Regions from separate parts of the Mus musculus genome. Here regions 1, 2, 4, 5, 6 and 7 are each linked to region 3. A link is a contact called in public HiCAR-type, HiChIP or PLAC-seq and promoter capture Hi-C data. All regions are on one chromosome and are shown on one strand. Each heading gives the region's core, a stretch centred on a gene start, on an enhancer-like site or on the middle of the called end of the contact. The rest is flanking DNA. Distances are from core to core; before and after follow the strand shown.

Region 1 (2,935 bases), core at 196-2,695, 2.8 Mb before region 3:
CCCTCTCTACTGCCTGGGCTGGAGATGGGAGCTGGCCCTTAGCAACCCATGAAAATCATCTCACCACACCCAGTCCTTGCCAGTGTTTTCTGAAGCCAAAGCTAACAGGCCTGGGCCTGGCCAGGCACCCTGTACGTACCCTTGGAGCCAGGTGTTCCGCCTCTGCCCATCCTGCAGAATCATGTTTTGCCGTGTCTGGTGCCAAACACTGCTATGTGGCTTCTCTCCTGCCATCAACAGCTGGGAACAGGGAACCTTGTGCAGGCAGTGCTTCTAGCAAGCTTGCTGTGGTCTCTGAGCCCCTTGTCCTACCTGACTTCCCAGGTACAATGGCTTTCCCACTTTTTGGGGGTTTTGTTGTTGTTGGGTTTTTTTTTGTTTTTCAAGACAGGGTTTCTCTGTGTAGTCCTGTCGGTCCTGGAACTCACTTTGTAGACCAGGCTGGCCTCCAACTCAGAAATTCACCTGCCTCTGCCTCCAAGTGCTGGGATTATGGGATTAAAGGCATGTGCCACCACGCCCAGCTGGCTTTTCCACTTTTTAGCCAGGACTTCATTCTATTACCTGAGCTCGGGATCTTCCTGCCTCAGCTTTGCATATGGCTAGCACTATAGACCCATGTTCCAGTGAATGACTTATGGCTTGTCTTTTTTTTTTTTTTTTTTTTTTTTTATGTGCATTAGTGTTTTGCCTGCATGTATGCCTTCGTGAGGGTAGCAGATCTTGGTGTTACAGTTGTGAGCTGCTGTGTGGGTGCTGCGATTTTGAACCTAGGTCCTGTGAAATGCAGTCAGTGCTCCTAACCTCTGAGTCATCTCTCCAGCTCCTGCTCTTCTGCTTTTATGAGGAAAAAGAAAAGAGAAGTGGCTTGAGAGTGGAAAATGCACATGCAGGGGTGCACACCTGCAGTCCCAGCATGCTACAGCAGAGGCAGAAGGACCTTTGTGGGTTAGAGGGCAGCCTGAGAATCTTATCTCAAAACAACTTTTTAAAATGTGCTCTGTAGGGGTAGCTCTTCCCTCCCAAGGTGACACATCTGGCAATCGCCAGAAACAGATCAGGAGCATCAACGCTTGGTTTCCCAGGGCTTGGCTTAATGTATGGCTTCAAACCCATCGGGAGCCACCACTGAACAGCTCCTGAAGGAACTGGAGCACGTCCCAGCCTTGGAATGGAAAGAGTTCACCTGTGGTGGAGGAATCAACAACGAGGGATCCCAGAACAACGATCTTCACCCCAGAAGCTGAGCCTCTTAGCCCCCACCCACCCATTTCCATTTAGGCTGCCAGCTCTTTTCTTTACAATGCACCAGACCCCGCGGGGAAAGGGAAGGAGCGGTTCTCAGTGCCCCAGTACCAAGGCCTGGATTATTCAATGAGGTGTCCGCTCCCTTTGTTGGCGGGGGAGGGGAGCGGGGGGTCACAAGGCATCCAAACTCCACCTCTTTCCTCTGCCCTGCTGTGAAGGGGGAGAGAACAACCCGCCTCGTGACAGGGGGCTGGCACAGCCCGCCCTAGCCCTGAGGAGGGGGCGGGACAGGGGGAGTCCTATAATTGGACCGGTCTGGGATCCGATCCCCTGCTCAGACCCTGGAGGCTAAGGACTTGTTTCGGAAGGAGCTGGTAAGACAAGCTGGGCTGGGGATTCACCCAGGGACCTTGGTAGGATGTGGGCTGGGAACCTTGAGATCCCCCGGAGTCCAGGAAACAGGCACAAGAATTGGAAAAGCAGGCAGCACGATAGAAGTCTTGGGGGACAAACTAAGGACTCGAGGTAACTAGCCTTTGCCAGAGTCAGAGCAGGTGGAGGGGTTACCTCCAGGAAGGAGTACGGGACTGTCGGTGCACGGCGTACCGGCTCAACTAGGAACCATCCTATGGCGAAAAAACTCGGGATGAGCCTTAGGCTGCTTTTATATAAATACCTACTGATTTCCATCACAGTCCCCAAGTAACCCGGACTGGTTTCAAACTGTGGCTCCTCATGGCTGAGCTCCCTAAGTTCTGTAGTTGTGGGAGGGTACCACTTCGCAGGGATGGAGGACGATTAAAAATCGTGTTAAATTAACACAAAATGGAAAGCAGGACTTAGCCGGGAAGAAAGAGGAATGTAAGCTGGACCACCCGCTGGCCCTCTGTGAAGTGGAATTTGAACCCTAGGAGAGGGAGCTGGAATTTTTGGCAGCGGATCCACCCCGGGGTGCCGAGATAGCGAACTCGGCAAGGGGAGGTAAACAGACCTTTGGGAAGAGCGGGTGCTCTGTTTTGGAGATGTTTGTGATGGCTCACAGATCTGAGAAGGGAAGATGGGGTTCTCTGGGTGGCCGGAGTCCCTCCACCCCCGCCCCCTGGTGTTCAAAGACAATTTTTCCCTCCGCAGACTGGCCAATCACAATTGCGAAGATGAAGGCTCTGTGGGCCGTGCTGTTGGTCACATTGCTGACAGGTATGGAGCAAGGACTTGCTGTGGTGCCGCTTTTTCTGCTCCTCTGTGGACTCTATTCTAGCCCTAGATCTCTTCTGCTGGTGGGTTGAGGCTGAGGCGGTTCTGAGACCTCTCTGAGATTCAATAGCCCTGAGCAGCTGTTTTATATACTCTTTAGGCCTTGATTTCCCCTAACTATAAGAGGATTGATGGCTTAGTGGGTAAAGGTGCTTATCATAAAGCTTGAAGACTTAACTCTGAGACCAACATAGTGGAAGGAGAGAGCCAATTCCCTCTAGAACTCTGACCTCCAAGGGTACACACACACACACACACACACACACACACACACACAATAAAAAGTTGATTTCTTAGTTGCTCTTAAAAGTGGGGTATACATTTTCTAATTCCACACCTGCCTAGTCTCGGCTCTGAACTACATAGGATACAAGACAGTGCATGCTTGTAGTATCTAAACAGACTCCACAGCCTCCAGACCCACTTCAAAGAG
Region 2 (2,846 bases), core at 170-2,669, 2.8 Mb before region 3:
AGGACGACAGGAGATGCCATCTCATAAAACAAAACCAAGGTGGGTGGAATGGCTTCAAAGGTTGTGCCACCAAACTTGGCTACGTGAGTTGGGGCCCCGGCACCCACTTGCTGCTTCCAACTCAAAGCAAGTTGTTATTTGCCCTTCAGAAGTCAGCACGGCCTGCACACACACAAAATAATCAGCAAGCAAACAAATAGGAGCATTAACAAGAGTGGAAAGCAAGTTGGTCAGAGCCAGGGTCCACTCCTTGGGCCTTGCCACATGGGAGAGGGGCTTCATGTATGTGGCCGGTGGAGAAGGGGCCCTACCCCAGCCCAGGTGGCTCTCTCACAAGAAACCCCCAAATGCCTGGCCCTTGGGGAGGATTTGGCTGTCAGGTACTTCAGCAGCGGAGTACCTGTTCCCCTCCCCCATCCCCAACAAGTGGACCTTCTCATTAGCTCCACTCGGCGGCCCTGGGAATGTGAAAAGGCGGGTGGGGGTGGGGAGGGTGGAGCGTCTACGAAGAGACAAAAGGGCCGCCTCAAAACCAGCCACAAAGACCACAGGATTCTGGTGAGATAGAGAAAGTGGGACAAGGACAACCGGAAGGGACTGGTAGGGCCAGAGGACAGACTGACTGGTCCAGCCCCACCCAGCGGGGTTCGGCCTGCTGGGTTGGTTTATGCTGCCCCCTCGCGGAAGGCTGCGATATAAAAAAAGGATACTGGGTGGGAGGGACGCAGAGGCCAGATGCAGGGACAGGAATATTAAGAGTGACACAGAAAAAAACTATGAGACAAGAAACAGAAAGTGACAGGGACGCAAAGAGAGACGCACACAGTCAAAGGAATGCAACGAGACACGGGGACTAAGTGACATAGGCACATGGACAGACAAAGAAACACCAGAGCAGAGCCACAGAGAAACATGGGGATGCGGAGGGAGACTCAGAGGTAGAGAAAGAGGAGAAATCTGGAAAGAAATGATGCGGCGACACGAGAACCCAGGGCAGAGATCAGAAAGAAATGGGGTCCACTAAGAAGTGACCCCGACCTACCACAGCAGCAGGACTAGGAGAAAGGCTGGGACAGGGGTGTGGCCTCACCAAGGGGCGGTGCCTCAGGAAGGGAGGCCCTATGAGAGCCCACATACTCAGGCTAACCAGAGGGCAGTGGGGCGTGGTCTGGGCGAGAAGGCATGGCTTCTCCTGGTGGGAGGCGACCGGAAGTTTAGAAGGGGGTGTGACCGCGTCTCATTAGAGTGACCAGTAGGGGGCGCAGTGGGTCTTCCCGGGTTGTGTGTGGGCGTGGCTCCATGTCGAGTGGGCGTGGTCAAATAGTTAATTCCAGGAGAAGGCGGAGATAGAATCGTGGGGCCAGACAGGTGTGGGACGCGGGATGGGCGGGGTCTTAGCCCTGAGAGGGGCGGAGCCTGAGCCCTAGGATCGGCTTGGCGAAGAGGGGCGGGGCCTGTGACGTCATGAGTCCGGCCCGCTGGAGCTAAGCGAGGGGCCGGGGGGCGCGGATCCTGAGAGCCAGGCGAGGGAAAGCTGGGCCGAACGAACTGATCCGGGGAGCCGTGAGCGGCGGAAGCCGGCCTGGAGCCGGACACTTCAGACCCCTGACTGCCCTCCCAGCCGATCGGTACACGAAGAGTGGTCCCTAGGCACCCCCTGCCCGGGCCCAGTCCCTCCCCGGGCCCCCCATGGCCCGGGCCGCAGTCCTCCCGCCGTCCAGATTGTCACCGACGCTGCCGTTGTTGCCGCTGCTACTGCTCCTGCTTCAGGAAACAGGTGAAAACGCGCGGATGCCTTCGTCAGTCCTCAGAAGGGAGGGAACGGGGCATCGTCCCCCACCTCACTCCCAGCTCCCCGAGGCCCCTTTCCCTCGTGCCCCCTTCTAGGTTGGCCCTACTGATCGAGATTCTCGCAACACACCGGGCTCTCTCTCCGAGTCTCCTAACCTCCCTCTCTGCACCTCGCGTAATCACAAGTGTCCATTCTAACCCGGGTTTCTGACCCCCTCCACCTCCCTCGGCGTGGAAAGGGTTAAATCCTCCCCATCCTGTGCTGATCACTTATCCGGAATCTGGATTTCCGTCTCTGCTCTCCCCCCTCAGGAATGTGGAGAATGTTCCCCCCACTCACACTAGCTGGAGGGTCGTGATGGTGAGGAGGGACGACACCCCCCCCCCTTTTTTTTCTTTTCCTTCTTGTTGGGTTGGGCATCCGAGGCCCGGGGAGAATTGGGCGCGAGGGGACCCACAGTCGAGGTTCCCAAGACGAGTGTGTGTTGGGGGGGGGATGAGTTCGGTCTTTGGGAGCCCTTGGCAAACCAATGATGAGAGTTGGGGGCACTCAGGGGCAGGAAGGGTGTGAGTCTGGAGTGCAAGCCTCAGGGAGTTTACAGACACTGACCCCTGGGTTCTGGGAAAATTAAGAGGTTCTGCCTCCAGGATCTCAGAAGGCGAGCCTAACCCGGGTCTAGATAGAATTGGAGAAAAGGGGTTCAAACTTGTGGGTCTTGGGTTTAACTGTGGGCAAAGAGCTCTGCTCGCTGGGGTCCAGGTGCAGTTAGGGTCCAGAGGCACTATCTTGGCAGGTTCGGATTTAGCTGTAGGCAATGGAATTTAATGATCAAGGGACTCTGACCTTTACCCCTCTGCCCCCAAATATAATCAAAGGCTTAAAGACGTAGCCTGAAATTGGGAACTTAGTCGGCTGTGTCCCAGGTAGAGTCAGAGCCCGGGAGGTTTGCAGTTTTCCTCCCCTTCCCCCTTTCCTTGTGAGTGGCAACGTCCCTGGGGAAGTTTTCCGGTATCGCTTTCACCTAGTTTGGGAGGGGCGGGGCGGGGCTGGAGCG
Region 3 (2,953 bases), core at 209-2,708:
CCTGAGAGCAGATTTAAGAGATGTCCACAGGCGGCATTTACAGAAAGACTATATTCTCCCAGTCTCTCCCTCCCCACCAAAAAAAAAAAAAAAAAGTTTTCTGACCCTAGAAGTTCTCTCTCTCTCTCTCTCCCCCCACCCCCCTTCTCTGTCAGTTCTTGCCCTGGAGTGTCGATGCATGCCTTTGATTCTGAAGGCCAACCAGGGCTCAGGGCTACACAGTCTCAATAAATAAATAAATAAATAAATAAATAAATAAATAAAGGAAGGAAGAAAATGCCAACTCCCATCCTATACGAGGGCTCTGTACAGTAATGTACAGTATATACACTATGGTATACAATACAGTTGTCTCAGGTGCCCTTAGCAACAGTTCTTTTTCTTTCTGTGCCTGGAATCCCTAGAATAAGAAGTGAGTCACACTGTCTAGGTGACAAGAGAATGGTTGAGAAGTGTGATGTCACCAGCACAGCCCGGCACCAGATCTGTGCAGACAGCAGTGCCCAATTCATGTTTAATTGGCTGAATGAGTGAATGAATGAATGAATGAATGAAAACATTCTGCATCCAGAGATTGTTCTGGGTACAGATCCTGAGATCAAGAGTCAAGTCCAGATCCCCACATGTTGCTTTTGTGCGTGTTTTAGATTTGTGTTTGTTTGTTTGTTTGAACTTATTTATACAGCGCGCATGTGGAAGTCCGAGGACAATTCTTTGTGGAAGTCTGTTCTCCAAACCACCACGTGAGTTCCGGTGATCGAACTCACAGTTTCTAGCTTGCCTGCAAGCGCCTTCACCCACTCAGCCATCCCAGCAAATTGTACGCGTAGAGGGTGGAACCTTCAGGAGACCAGCGGAACCTTGAAGAGCCAACCACTGTGAAGAGCCGGTTCAGGCCAGGCTCCTAGACCCCACGATTTTGGATTAAACCATCTTGTATCTGCTCAAAGGGAGAGAGAAGAAAGTCCTTCTGCTTCTTCCCCCAACCCATTTTTATTTCCGAGCCATAGAGACAACGTATTTGCTTCTCCAACATCCACCCTGTTTCCGTCTTAGCCCCTCTATTCCTCGCGGCTCCACAGAGCCACACAGGTCGTGCTGCCCCCCGCACACCGCGCGGTGGCTCGCCCCAGTTTGACGCATTGCAGGGAAGGCCGGACCAATCGGAGTTGCGTTCTCATTTCCGCCACGAGGCGGGTCCAATAGCGGCGTGGCTCACACAGAGACGTGTCACTCTCCGTAAACCGGTGCCCTTCCGCCAGAGAGGAAAGCGGAGCGGATGCAAGGGGCCGAGAGCGCCGAGAGCGAAAGTAGTCCCCGCGGTGGGGAACGCGCGTGCGCGTGCCCGTGCGGCAGCAGATTCGCTGGGCTCTGTGGAAGGGGCGAGCCGCACGAGCCTGACGCGAAGGGATCCGTAGGAAGCCGCAGTGCAGCGGGAGCGCGCGAGCCGTCTGGGGCGGGGCCGGGCGAGGCGGGGCGCGCGCGGCGGCCGTTGAGGGACCGTTGGGGCGGGCGGCGGCGGCGGTGGCGCGCGCTGCGGGCAAAGAGTGTGGAGGCGCGGACGCGCGGCGGAGCTCGAGCTGCTGCAGCTGCTGCCGCCGCCAGAGTAACCTCGATCCCCGAGCTCCGGATACCGGTGCCTCGCCATGGTGAGTGAGGCGGCTGAAGTCGGGTGGAGACCCCCCCATCCCGGAGATGGCGAGCGAACCCTGGGAGGGAGAGGCCGGGCCCCTCGGGACCTCCCATGCGGCCCTTGGGACTTCTAGAAGCGGTTTTAGCAGCAGATGGAATTGGTAGGACCCCCAAACAGACAGTCTGAGGCTTCAAATGAGGAGCTCCAGGACATCCCCACCCCCGCCACCTCCCAGGCAGCATTCGGATCCCTCTCCGGGCGATTGGTTTTAGAATCACATCTACCCGGTCCCCGGGAGGAGGAAATAGGAAACGCCGGCGATGAAGGCTTTGGGTCCTGGAGGAATGCAGGAGGCTGCTCCTAGAGGGGTGGCTGTGGGTAGCGGAGAGGGGGACCGGTCGGTTCCTAGGGAGTGTTCTGCAGAGAGGATAGATGGGGATCCTGGGTCACTTGTGCACTGTAGACCCCGGTGGGGGAGGGGTCTCCAAGGACAAGCATTGCCAAGAGGAGGAGGAAGAGGAGAAGGGTCAGGTGCAGGCTGAGGTAAGGAGGAGCCCGAGGTGGGTGGCAGCAGAGGCTAGAAGATGCTCTTGGAGCCTGTGAGGACCCAGAAGGGGACTGAGGAGAGTTGGGGGTCGCAGAAATGTTTTTAAAGGAGTGGGGATGTGATCACGGGTAGTGTGGGGAACCAGGGAGCCTTGTGGAGAACTTGGTTGGGGGTAGCTAGGAAGGATTCTGAGGTCTAGGTTGTTGCACTAGAAAGAGAGGTTGGGGTTTGTAAGGCGTGTTTTGTTTGGGTCAGAGAAAAAACGGGGTTTCCAAGGTGAGGGCTAGGGAAGGACTTGAGTTTGGGTGGTGGGGGTGAGGTTGGACAGCCTTCTAGAGAAGTGTAGGAGACAATGAATGGTGGCTGAGGTAGGACTAGGTTTAGAGGTGGGTGTCTCCGGGGAAAGGTCCCGACACAAAGGCTGATGACTCGGGCTTGGTCATGGGCTGCAGCAGAGGACCTGAAGGAGTAGCTGTGTGCTCCCTTTGCCTTGGCAAGAATGGGGCTGGGCCAGGCTGAAGGCACTGAGGCAGTGGGAGCAGGTGGGCGGAGTTGTTCAGGGCCCTATTGCGCACTGAAGCTGCATGATACAGGACTGGGGTCAAAGTTTGGGGTGCATCAAATGATGGCTAAGCCAGGAAGCTTGGCCCCCTCATTGTCCCTTCCAGGCTAGGAGGGCTGCCTTTCTCCTCCAGCTTCATGCACCTGCTTCTCCTCACTGTGCCAAATGACAGCGCAATACAGTACCGTTTGGGTCAGTGACAGATGCCCAG
Region 4 (2,831 bases), core at 22-2,521, 2.8 Mb before region 3:
AAGCATTTCCTACATAATATGAGTTTCTACTTTGATAAAGTCTTGTGTTTTCTGTGAGATGTGAAGTGAGTGGGGTACAATGAGGCCTGAAGCTTGAAAGGCATCCGTGATCTGTAAGTCAACAGAGAATGGACTCCCCTCCCTCCCCAAAAAGTCAAAAAAAAATGCCCCAGAAATTAATGAGTCATAAGCAAAACCGCATCAACCAAAAGAAAAAACGGTAGGCATGCAAGAAGTGTCTAAGATCATGAGGCAAATACTATTTTCAATGAAGCCCCCAAGGCGTGATGGGTAATGGAGCTAAACGAATGAGCCAGAAGCAAAGTAAGAAACGAGGGCTGTAGGCGTAGTGGGTAGTCGCCAGAAGGTAAAAGATTCCAAGATAGTTCATTAGAGAAAGGCCGGAAGGATGGGAAACGTGAACAGGCAGACACGAGCTAAACCGAGCCAAGGGATTGAAGCTCAATGAATGGGGGAATGAATGCTGGGTAATGGGAAAGGAATGAATGGGCCAAAGATAGAAGCTACAGTGACGCAAGGAGCAGACGGCATGATGGGTAAAAAAATAAAAGGGGGTGGGGGGGTCAAGGCAGCTGCGGCGTTAAGGGAGAAAGCGGCATTGTGGGTAGGCAGAGGCCGGCAGGTTATCCCAGAACTGGTTTGAAACCTTCCCGAGGCACTGTGGGAAGGGGCAGCACTTCCGGCTTTACCGTCGGGGACCCTGCCTCTCCACCGCGGTGCCTGTCGGGACGCGAGACCTGACCTTGCTGCCTAGCAGCGTCTGCAGCGCAACGCACCTCTACTGATGTCCCCTGACCCTGGCGCATTGGCCAATGAGAGACCTAGCACGCACGTCACCATGGCCGGCCCATTAGACATACTGTAGCCAATTAGAATGTGAGTTGAGCCAAGGTCCACCAATAGTCAAGGCATTTTCTGGGGCGGGTCTCCGCGCCTCCAAAAGGAGGGCGGGGCAATGAGCAGGTAGGCGTGTCAATGCGTGTGCTATCGACAAATAGCGAACTAGCTCCAGCCCCGCGGCGTCGCGAACCAATGAACTTGGGATACACGAGCCAATAGGAAGGTAGAGGAAGCTGCACTGACTGATTTCGACTAGGAACCAATAGGAGTAGGGCTTCAACAGAAGGGTGGAACTTCCTGCTAATTCTCCAATAGAATGTCTTTCTTCTAGGGCGGTGGGCGGATCTCGGAGGACACCGAACCAATAGAATCCATGGGGCGGGAAAACAGCGGTGGCGGCGGCGGCAGCGGGTTCGGTTGCGCTTAGCGCACGGGGTAGGAGCGGAGCCCAGGCCGGGAAGAGGAGCCGCCGCGGCCGCCAGTGAGAGCCGAGTCCGCTTTGGGTGGGAAGGGCCTGGGGTTGCATCCGGGGGTGTGCGTGTCGCCCCGATCCCTGCCCTCTGACCTTTCCCCTCGCAGATACCATGGGGAACGTGTTGGCTGCCAGCTCTCCGCCCGCAGGGCCACCGCCGCCTCCTACGCCGTCCCTCGTGGGGCTCCCGCCGCCGCCTCCTTCGCCGCCAGGCTTCACTCTGCCGCCGCTCGGCGGCGGCCTGGGCACTGGGTCAAGCACTGGCCGTGGTTCGGAACGGACTCCCGGGGCTGCGGCCAGCGGCGCTGCGGCGGCCTCGGAAGATGGGAGCTGCGGATGCCTGCCCAACCCGGGGACGTTCGAGGAGTGCCACCGGAAGTGCAAGGGTGAGGGGCGCCAGGCCCGAGTAGCCCCAGGGAAAGGGAAGGGACCCCCCGGAGGATTGGCGCACATCGTTGCAATCATTAAACAGAACGTTGGAAGCTGATGATGGATTGGAAGGGTGGGACCTTGAACTTGGGGCTCGAAACTGCGATCAGATGATGAACTCGTTGGGGAAGAATGCCACAGCAGGAGGGAGAAGTCTTAGGGTACTGAGAGCCAGGGGACCAACCCCACCAAGATTCAGGAGTGTGATCAGGAAGGGAATTATAGTCCAAGGTCACGGTGTCAAGAGGTTTTCCCCAATGTTCCTGTGAGGGGTTCGACCCAAGGATCCTAGCCTAGGATCTTTTGACAATTTGATCATAAGAGGGAGGACATTCTTACTCTCGATAGTTAAGTGTGTTAACTTACTAAATACTGAGGACAGTTCTGTGTGGTGAGAACTGTAAGCATGAGAAGTTAGGCAGGAGAGTGAATTTCCTAAGTTGAGGTGACTGCACTGGGTTTAAAATGTGCAAAGGGCCAAGGTTCCTCTAGTGGTGGAATTAGTGAGATAAGAGTTTGTGAAGAGAGCTTGGGATGGGAGAAGAATCTGGGGTATGACAGCATCTCTCTTCTGCAGAGCTGTTTCCAGTTCAGATGGAAGGTGTCAAACTTACAGTCAACAAAGGGTTGAGCAACCGTTTCCAGGTGAGCCTTTCTGGTGCCTTGACCCTCCAGAGGTCACAACAGCGATACTCCTCCATGCATACAGATCCCCTCACTCTTAAAGGCTTGGGGTTTTTGGTAGGTAGCAAGATTCAGATAGCACTCCAATGGCACCACTGGCCAGGGCAGAGGTGGGAAGATCGTACTCCCAAGACCAGACCAGCATGCATCAAAAGACCCTATATCAAAACATAAAAGACAAACTAACAGGAAGACTCAAGAATTCCAGGGTGACTACTTGGGGCCTGGGGGAGTTAGGGTTTAGGAATCCATAATTCTTACCCTACAAAGTCAAGTAGGAGTGGAAACGGTGAGTGTGGCGCCCACCCCAGCACCACTTTCTCACTAGAAACCTTTAATCTCGTCAGGTCAGGCCTGGTGTTTTGTTGGATCCCTGGGCATTGAT
Region 5 (2,688 bases), core at 172-2,671, 2.7 Mb before region 3:
GTGAGTACACTGTCGCTGTCTTCAGACATACCAGAAAAAGGCATTGGATTCCATTACAGATGGTTGTGAGCCACCATGTGGTTGCTGGGAATTGAACTCAGGACCTCCAGAAGAAGAGTCAGTGCTCTTAACCGCCGAGCCATTTCTCCAGCCCCTGGAAGCTCAATTTCTAATCTGGATCTTGAGATGGGAAGACACACTTTTAATCCAGCTCTAATCTGGGCCACGATTTCTGCTGGATTGTATATAGGGATGTGGAAGAAGGAAGCTTTAGGTATTTGCCTGCTTGCCATCGTCTTGCTAGCAAGTCCATTCCTTCACTGGCGTTAGAGCCTTCTCTGTGGTTCTAGTGTATACTGAAGACCAGCTGAGGCATCCAGCCTTGTAGCCCGAGCATCTACTGATCTACTGAGTTCTTGGCCTTTCTGTTCCTAGCCTGCTATTGTTGAATTAACTGAACACAACCTACAGATAATTTTTATTAATCCCACATATATGTCTGTGTGTATACATATATATTTATATATACATATACACGTACATATATGTATACATATATATGTACATATAGGATTAAATAAAATTATATAATATATATGTGTGTGTATACATCTCAGAGAAACATACACCTTCAGGCATACACATAATATTTTTTTTCCGAGACAGGGTTTCTCTGTGTAGCCCTGGCTGTCCTGGAACTCACTTTGTAGACCAGGCTGGCCTCGAACTCAGAAATCTACCTGCCTCTGCCTCCCAAGTGCTGGGATTAAAAGGCGTGTGCCACCACTGTCCGGCAATATAAATCTTTTAAAAAGACTTTTCTATTTTTGTATTTTATGCATATGGGTGTTTTCTCGGCATGTATGCACATCAGAATAGGGCACTGGATCCCATAGGACTACAGTTAAGAGACTGGTTGTTGGGCTGGTGAGATGGCTCAGTGGGTAAGAGCACCCGACTGCTCTTCCGAAGGTCCAGAGTTCAAATCCCAGCAACCACATGGTGGCTCACAACCATCTGTAATGAGATCTGACTCCCTCTTCTGGAATGTCTGAAGACAGCTACAGTGTACTTACATATAATAAATAAATAAATCTTTAAAAAAAAAAAAAAAAAAAAAGAGACTGGTTGTGAGCCCTATGTGAGTGCGGGCAATTAAACTCAGGACCTTGGCGAGAGCTTCCAGTTCTCAATCGATTGTCACCACTCCAGCCCCTAAAAGAAATAAATCTTTAAAAACAACAACAAAACGTGTCTGGAATTCTGGGTTCCTCTACTTAAGCTCTCACTTTTAGGACAGGTCCCAGATGGTGCCACCCTGCAGGCCCCGCCCATAATCGCGAGAGCCACGCCCACATCCCAGAGCCCTTCCTCTCGACCGCGGAAGTGCCTTTTGTGCAGCGCCGCCTCTCTCCTTCGCTCAACCTCTCACTTCCGCTTCCGGTGTGGGTCGTGAGCGCGCGCGAGCGCAGCAGTGGGAGGCGGCGACTGGCCGGTGAGTGCAGGCATCCGACCCCGACCTCCCGGCTTCCGAGCGGTGGCAGTCGACCTCATCCTTGTCCGAGGCGCTCCGGAGATCACCGTGGGTGTCCGCCGGGCCCCGACGGCGGCCCCGCCTGCTTCCGCCCTGACAGGCCTCAGGCTGCGCCCCTCGCCCCTCCTCAGGCCCGAATCCGGGCTTTGGGGTTCGGCACGGACCCTGGTCCCCAGACGCAGCTCCGTCCCTGTCTTTCACCCATCGCTCCGGCCCAGGGCCGCACTCTCTCTTTTTAGCCTGCCTGGCCGGCTTCACGTCCCTCCTTTAGAGCTCAGCCGCCTGACCATCTTCATCCTCTGTCCACGCCCTTCACCTGGCCTCACCCCCCTCCCCAAGCGTGTCTGGGCTGTGCTGTTGCCTCTCTCCACTAACCTACCTTACAACACTGCTGCACCCCCCTCCCGTACCATGCATGGTTCCTGCAGAGGGATCTTAGGGGTTCTTGTGAGCCCAGCCCTGGCAGCTACGGATCGGTTTCAGACATTCCTTTTATTTCAAAAATTCCATTTTTATTTTTCCAGACAGCATCTCACTATGTAGCCTTGGCTAGCCTGGAACTTAGTACATAAACCAGGCTGGCTCCATACTCAGACATCTGCCTGTCCTGCCTTCCCACTGCTGAGATTCAAGGCATGCACCATCACTCCCAGCCATTTTTTTTTTAATTAAAGTAGGATCTCCATATTTAGGTTACACTGGACAGTGTAACCAAGGCTGGCCTTGAACTCAAGACAGTTCTGCATCAGCCTTCCAAAGGCTATCTACTCTATAGTCTTTCATATGGACTTTAGCGAGCAGAATCTAGGAGGATTTTTTTTCCCAGGAGAAGATCTTACCTAGGTCACAGAGAGCTTTCTCATAGTTCTGGAGCTACTGCCACAGGACTGTTAGGAGTCCTTTTGTGCACTCAGCGTCCTGGTCTGCAGCAGGGTCTCTCTCTCCCCTGAAGCCATGGGACTTGGAATTTAGTCCATCAGGATCAACCCCAACATGTCAGAGGACTGTAACTCTACCCACGTGGTCTTTATAGTCCCTTTGACATGTCTGGTGCCCTCCTCCCTCAGGCAGAAGCCTCAGCACCATGTGGCACGAGGCTCGGAAGCATGAGCGGAAACTTCGAGGCATGATGGTGGACTACAAGAAGAGGGCGG
Region 6 (2,936 bases), core at 111-2,610, 2.7 Mb before region 3:
CTCTGTCTGTCCAGAATGGGCATATTGTGGCTACAATATCTTTCTGTGTGCTGCTGAGAACACAGCCTAGAATCTCATACATGCTAGACAAGCATTCTATCACAAGCCACATCCTCAGCACTACAGTTGGAAAACCTCAAGGAAAGCAGTGATTGGTGTGTGTGTGTGTGTGACTGGCAAGCTTATTCTATGGGAGATGTCCACTCCTGGGCTTGCTTATGACACTGGAACATTTCCCTCTGGTACAAAGTGAAAAAGAATATGATTCAGTGTGAAAGTTACATGATATTCCCATTTCTATATTTATCAAATTATGTTCTAATAGAACATAGCCACATCCCTGTTTCTGGTCCTTGGCTGTTTATGTAAGATGGCACATTTGAAAATTAAGACCATTTGGTTCTCAAAGCCTGAGCCTAATGTCTTTCATTGCAAGAAAAGGTTTGCTCTAAGCTGGACGTGATGGTAGGTGCCTGGGATCCCCAGGACTCAGGCTGAAGCAGATGGATTATCATGAATTCAATGTCAACCAGAGCTACATAGCAAAACCAAAACAATGCTCTTTGCTTTGGTGTGCAACAGTAGATACCGGTGCCACATCATTCACTGCTGCAGTTTTCTGCCTCTGGAGCAAGAAGTGGGCCTGGTTTTAGTAATGCTGTACCCTAGTTTTCATTACAGGCTGCAGCATATGGCAAGTGCTTAATTATGCGTAGGTTGCTTGAATCATTGATCACACATGCTATGATAGAAGGGGAATGGAACATACAAGTTTCTATAGGTTTCTATAGGTTATAGGTGCCATATATCACCAACGGGCTGGGACTGTAGCTCAGTATTCATGAAGCCCTGGGTTCAACACTCAGTGCTGCATAGACTAGGTGGTGGTTCATGCCTGTCGTCCCAGCACTGTGGAGGGACGAATCTGAAGGATCCATGGGGGCAAAAGGATCTGCAGTTCAAGGTCATCGGTCTGGGCAAGATGAGACCCTATGTAAATTTTACTTCAAACAAATTATCAATGGCTGCTAACTTCCCACTCCTGGCTTCATTTGCCAGCCTGAAAGATAGCAGGTTCAAGCCCTCGTAGGGGAAATGGAATGCCCATTTCTCAGCTTGTTCTGTGGGTAGGGCGCAAGTGGACCCGGACGGACCTCAGTGGTCTTGGCCAAGGCAATGGGCAGCGACTCGCACCCGGACCCTGCGAAGTGCCAAGCCTTCGCTTCCCGGCCGACCCCGCCCCCGCAGTCACGTGAGCAGCGGGGGTTTTCCCATTCCCTTTGACGTGACGTCACGGAGGGGTACGAGCCAATGGGTGCGCAGGCCGGCGGCGCCGGGGAATTCCGCCGCCCCGCCCCCGCCCGCCGCCCGCTCGGCCCGGCGCCCCCCGCAGCCCCGGGCGCCGTGCGTCCAGCCCGGCCTTCGGCCCTAGCCTTGCACCGCTTGCCCGGCCGGTGATCGTCCCAGCCGACCGGGCTGTCCGACTGCCCGGCTTGCCCTCGTGTGCGCTCGCCCTGAGCTGGCCTTCGGGCTGTCGGTCCCTACGGGCCGGGCCATGCCGAGTCGCCGCGCTGCCAGAGAGTCCGCGCCCGAGCTAGGGGCCTTGGGTAAGCAGAGTGGAACCTCTGGGGCGGGGCTCGGGCTCGGGGAGTTCGGGGCGCTCGGAGTCATCTGCGGGTTTCCGCAGGATTCGCGCTTCGGTGCGGAGAGTACAAGGGTGGCGGGGACACTGCGCGAGGGATAAGGCAGAAGGTAGAGGATGGTGAAGGGTCTTGCCGGGGAGATACAGGCTAGGCGTCCCGCTAAGGAGTGAGAAGGGGGCGGGGCCTGAGCCTGAGGCAAAGAAGGGGGCGGGCCGGGCGGCGGTCGAGAGGAGGGGCGGGGCATAACTCTGAAGGGGAGGAGCCATACACACAGGGGCGGGGCAAACTCAGAGGAGGCTTCTGGTTTACAGAGTGGGTGAGGCTGCTCTTAGGAGTAAGGGGCGGAGCCTAATTCGAGGAAGTGGCTTTATTCTCTCCAAACAAGGGGGACCCTTCTCCCGCAAGGCTTAGGCCTTTAGAGGCAAAGAAAGAGGCGGGGCCCAGCTTCAAGATTTAAGGAGGAGCGGTGCCTGACCTCGAGGAGGAGGATCCAGGACTGTGCTTGACAGGAAATAGGGGCGGGGTCAGGCTCCAAGAGCAAGAAGAGGTGTGTGGCTCAGTGAGTGGGCGGGACTTACCCTTGGGTTGGGGTGGGGGAAAGTGGGGCGTAGTGGCAGGTCTAGGGAAAGGGCAGGGCCTGTTTAGAAAACGAAGGGCGGGGCCTGACGATGGGATTGAAAAGGGGCGGGGCCTGCAGCGAGATGGGGGAGAGGAAAGTTCTCCAGTGACGAAGTATTGGGGCTCGGATTTCGCCCTGAGGGAAGAACGGAGACGGGGGTTTTCCTGAGGCATCAGGAGTCCTCCAAGTCCCACCTTAATGGGGAAAGTAGCGGATATTGAGTGATGATTGGCGGAGTCAAAGGCAGAAACGAAAAGCCAGAACTTTTTTCAAGAGTTAGAGAAGAGCCGGTTGTGGTGGCGCACTTGGGAGGCAGAGGCAGGCGGATTTCTGAGTTCGAGGCCAGCCTGGTCTACAAAGTGAGTTCCAGGACAGCTCAGGGCTATACAGAAAAACACTGTCTCGAAAAACCAAGAAAAAAAAAAAGGAGTTAGAGAAGGCTGGCCTGCACCTGAGCTCGGTAAGGAGGAGGGACTTTATTCAAGGGACCAAGCCAGAGAGAGGAGCAGGCTCATCAGAGTCTCTGGTCCTGCATTGTTTGTTAATCCAGGTCTCCATCTCACAGGTTCCAGTGACCTCTCTTCCCTGTCACTAACGGTCTCCAGGACCACAGGTGAGCAACCCCCACAGCCCCTGCCCACCTGCTTGTAGGAAATGGGATTGGAGGAGCCCCC
Region 7 (2,848 bases), core at 18-2,517, 3.0 Mb before region 3:
AAGCTAACAAGCTCTGTGTGTGTGTGTGTGTGTGTGTGTGTGTGTGTGTGTGTGTGTGTGTGTGTTATGGGAAAGGACTAGAGACGCTGTATTCACAGGGCAGAAACAGGGAGGGAGAGAGAAGGGCACAGAACTTTTTCCCTTTTCGGGTGTGTGTGGGAGGTGGTTTAGTGACCTGCCAGTTTATACCACAGCAATGGGGAGATCTGGGAGAAGGGGAAGCCCACAGTCATGACAGCATGGTCAGAGAAGGAACAGAATGGTTACAGGCTCTCAGTGTGGAAATGCCACAGGACTCAAGAAACTCCAGAGATTTCCAGAAGACTTGCCCCTCAGATTCCCATTCAGAATTAACCGAGAGCAGGAACTGGGGGGGGAGGAGGTGAAGGTTGGGGAGCACAGGCCCGGCATTGCTGCATTCCAAGGTGTTGGGAGGAAGATCAGGAGTTCAAGGGTAGTCTAGAACAATCGTTCTCAACCTGCGAGCTTCAACCCCTTTGGGGAACCATATCAGATATCCCACATGTCATATTTACATTATGATATTTACATGTCCCATATTCACATTATGATTCATAACAGTAGCAAAATTACAGTTATAAGTAGCAATGAAAATGATTTTATGATTAGGGGTCACCACAGCATGAAGAACTGTATTAAAGAATCCGGGCATGGTGGCACACGCCTTTAATCCCAGCACTTGGGAGGCAGAGGCAGGCTGATTTCTGAGTTCGAGGCCAGCCTTGTCTACAAAGTGAGTTCCAGGACAGTAAAACCCTGTCTCGAAAACAAACACACAGAAACAAAAACAAACAAAGAAAAAAAGTATCGCGCACTGGGAAGATTGAGAACCACTGACCTAGAATGTGCTTCATGAGACCTTATTTCTTTTTTTAAACAGTTTCACTGTGTAACTCAGACGAGGCTGGATTTGTCTACGGTGGACCCGGCTGACACAGAACTCACAGATCTGCCTGCCTTCCAAAGTGCTGTGATTAAAGACATTTGAAGCCTAGCCCCCTGCCCCCCATTATTTTTAATTAAAAAAAAAATCCGGGATGATCTCACGTGGCCCAGGCTGGCCTTAAACCCGCTTTCAATTCTGATGATCCTCTTGCCTCCATCCTCCCCACCCGACTCAGGTGCTGGGATGACAGGTTTACAGAACACTAATCGTCAGGGTCGTTCACTCATCAACCAGCCCGGCAGACGTGCTTGGCTGTGTGCGCCTGCCCAGCAGGGGACCGCCCTCAATGGGCCGTCCCTAGGCGGCACCCGCTTAGCTGAGATTCCAGCACTTGACTTCAGGGTTTCGGAGAGATAAGGCGCTTGGCCGTTACTAACTGGACTACAAAGAGCTGGATCGGACCGGAACCACATGGCTCAACTCGCCCGAGCCACCCGCTCCCCGCTGTCATGGCTGCTGCTGCTGTTCTGCTATGCACTCCGGAAAGCGGGTAAGTAGCCCCGCGCCCCGCGCCCCGCGCCCCGCGCCCCGCGCCCCGGCCTGTGCGCACCTCGAGAGGCCCTCCCAGGCCACCCGATCCCTTCTTCCCGGCCCAAAGTCCTAGGTCTGGATTCTGGAGCAGAGATTCCAGAAAATAGGGCGTGGTGACTCACACCGGCCACCGGAGTACAGGGGAGGATGAGGTAGGAGGGTTGCCTTGAGTTCCAACGTAGCCTAGACTCGGGAATGAGAACCGGATTTGCTCCACTTCGCGCACGCTTGCGCACGCGCACACACACACACACACACGCGCGCGCGCGCGCACACACACGCACGCACGCGCGCAAAAGATGTTTTATTATTGTAAAATAAATGACTCGTACACTGAGAAAAAGTCTGGGTGACTCATGCCAGGAACCTTAACCCTAGTGGCCACACTCTCTCCAGCAAGTTAATCGTGACTGACTCAGAGTTGATTTATTAGTTCATTTTCCTTTCGCTGAGTTGGAGACTGAAGCCTCACTGGGGAATTGTAGCACAGGAGTCTACCCCTGAGCACACAGGGTGCTGAGGATAGACCCTTGGTCCTCACACAACCTAATTCGGAGCCCTGTGCTATTCCCATTGTTTCAGTGGTTGACCAGCAGCAAGTCAGGCTGGGCGCTCAGAGTGAGCTCAGAGTGACTGGAACCAAAAAACCAAACCAAACCAAACCAAAACAGGGAGGTGGTGGCTCATGCCTTTAACCCCAATAGGGGAGGCAGAGACAGGTGGAGCCCCGTACAGGGGTACCCTAGGGTCACCATGACGGGTCCTGGGTTCCCAGAACTTCACTCTGAAGTCATTATCAGACTTCTCAAGTATTCAGAAATGCCTGATACTGTATTCCCTAATGTTGAGGGCCTACTGTGTATTGGGCTAAAGGAGAGAGTCTCACATAGGGCCTAGCAGAGTGACTATTGAATGGCTCGGATTCAAACCCCACCGTATCTTGTCGTCTTATGCCTGCGTGATCCCCCTAGCAAATTCTTCTATGCCTCCATTTCTGCATATGTAAGTGGTACCTGAAGCCCAGTGTGATGGTGCTCACCCTTAATCGCAGAATTTAGGAGGCAGAGGCAAGCAGATCTCTGAGTTCCAGACCAGCCTGGTGAATGTACTGAGGTGATGTTTAGTGTCTCTACTACTACTAATAATAATAATAATAACAATAATAATAATAATGAATTATAAATACTATATGATTATTACAAGGCAAAATTATCATTGTGCATTATAATAGATTTTGTAATATAAACATTTAATTACATTAATAATATTTAAATATAGTATGCTGAATTATATTATAATGTATAAATATTTAGATATAACGATAACATTGTTATTATTAAAGTAAGATAA

Evidence for each region. Promoter capture Hi-C pulls out the DNA fragments that hold promoters and counts their contacts. HiCAR-type assays count read pairs that join an accessible place to other places. HiChIP or PLAC-seq counts read pairs in DNA pulled down with a chosen protein or histone mark.
Region 1: an H3K4me3 HiChIP or PLAC-seq map of stem cell-derived neural progenitor cells shows a contact between it and region 3, with 5 times the contacts expected there. The contact joins the promoter of Apoe here to the promoter of Calm3 in region 3. A contact is called at or near these places in 2 of 39 promoter capture datasets (cranial neural crest and hippocampal neurons) and 3 of 115 datasets of contacts at active chromatin or transcription factors (embryonic forebrain, large pre-B cells and stem cell-derived neural progenitor cells).
Region 2: a contact with region 3 is called in a HiCAR-type map of astrocytes, with 6 times the contacts expected there. The contact joins the promoter of Nectin2 here to the promoter of Calm3 in region 3. A contact is called at or near these places in 3 of 115 datasets of contacts at active chromatin or transcription factors (astrocytes, embryonic forebrain and embryonic stem cells).
Region 4: a contact with region 3 is called in a promoter capture Hi-C map of hippocampal neurons, with 3 times the contacts expected there. The contact joins the promoter of Tomm40 here to the promoter of Calm3 in region 3. A contact is called at or near these places in 3 of 39 promoter capture datasets (cranial neural crest, frontonasal cranial neural crest and hippocampal neurons), 3 of 115 datasets of contacts at active chromatin or transcription factors (SST interneurons, astrocytes and embryonic forebrain) and 1 of 9 other capture datasets (liver).
Region 5: a promoter capture Hi-C map of hippocampal neurons shows a contact between it and region 3, with 4 times the contacts expected there. The contact joins the promoter of Clasrp here to the promoter of Calm3 in region 3. A contact is called at or near these places in 2 of 39 promoter capture datasets (cranial neural crest and hippocampal neurons).
Region 6: a contact with region 3 is called in a promoter capture Hi-C map of liver, with 2.5 times the contacts expected there. The contact joins the promoter of Relb here to the promoter of Calm3 in region 3. A contact is called at or near these places in 3 of 39 promoter capture datasets (hippocampal neurons, liver and pre-B cells) and 1 of 115 datasets of contacts at active chromatin or transcription factors (embryonic forebrain).
Region 7: an H3K27ac HiChIP or PLAC-seq map of bone marrow-derived dendritic cells shows a contact between it and region 3, with 17 times the contacts expected there. The contact joins the promoter of Pvr here to the promoter of Calm3 in region 3. A contact is called at or near these places in 2 of 39 promoter capture datasets (liver and maxillary cranial neural crest), 1 of 115 datasets of contacts at active chromatin or transcription factors (bone marrow-derived dendritic cells) and 1 of 9 other capture datasets (liver).

What each region holds. Positions count from the first base shown.
Region 1 is chr7:19,697,698-19,700,632 of GRCm38.p6, reverse strand. It overlaps Apoe (apolipoprotein E), which reads left to right and starts at 1,445. Exons shown (of 4, transcript NM_009696.4): 1 at 1,445-1,622; 2 at 2,380-2,445. The coding sequence starts at 2,403.
Region 2 is chr7:19,748,146-19,750,991 of GRCm38.p6, reverse strand. It overlaps Nectin2 (nectin cell adhesion molecule 2), which reads left to right and starts at 1,419. Exons shown (of 9, transcript NM_008990.3): 1 at 1,419-1,777. The coding sequence starts at 1,690. It overlaps Gm34744 (a long non-coding RNA gene), which reads right to left and starts at 1,422. Exons shown (of 3, transcript XR_881878.3): 1 at 1,043-1,422.
Region 3 is chr7:16,922,537-16,925,489 of GRCm38.p6, reverse strand. It overlaps Calm3 (calmodulin 3), which reads left to right and starts at 1,458. Exons shown (of 6, transcript NM_007590.3): 1 at 1,458-1,649. The coding sequence starts at 1,647. It overlaps Gm45972 (predicted gene, 45972), which reads right to left. Exons shown (of 3, transcript NR_165470.1): 2 at 2,928-2,953; 3 at 972-2,050.
Region 4 is chr7:19,713,869-19,716,699 of GRCm38.p6, reverse strand. It overlaps Tomm40 (translocase of outer mitochondrial membrane 40), which reads left to right and starts at 1,271. Exons shown (of 10, transcript NM_016871.2): 1 at 1,271-1,342; 2 at 1,441-1,719; 3 at 2,340-2,407. The coding sequence starts at 1,446. It overlaps Nectin2 (nectin cell adhesion molecule 2), which reads left to right. Exons shown (of 9, transcript NM_008990.3): 9 at 1-56. Gm38955 (a long non-coding RNA gene) reads right to left here and starts at 1,236. Exons shown (of 2, transcript XR_881874.2): 1 at 711-1,236.
Region 5 is chr7:19,603,219-19,605,906 of GRCm38.p6, reverse strand. It overlaps Clasrp (CLK4-associating serine/arginine rich protein), which reads left to right and starts at 1,421. Exons shown (of 21, transcript NM_016680.5): 1 at 1,421-1,495; 2 at 2,602-2,688. The coding sequence starts at 2,619.
Region 6 is chr7:19,627,862-19,630,797 of GRCm38.p6, reverse strand. It overlaps Relb (avian reticuloendotheliosis viral (v-rel) oncogene related B), which reads left to right and starts at 1,360. Exons shown (of 12, transcript NM_009046.2): 1 at 1,360-1,607; 2 at 2,828-2,875. The coding sequence starts at 1,556.
Region 7 is chr7:19,919,562-19,922,409 of GRCm38.p6, reverse strand. Pvr (poliovirus receptor) reads left to right here and starts at 1,267. Exons shown (of 8, transcript NM_027514.2): 1 at 1,267-1,457. The coding sequence starts at 1,379.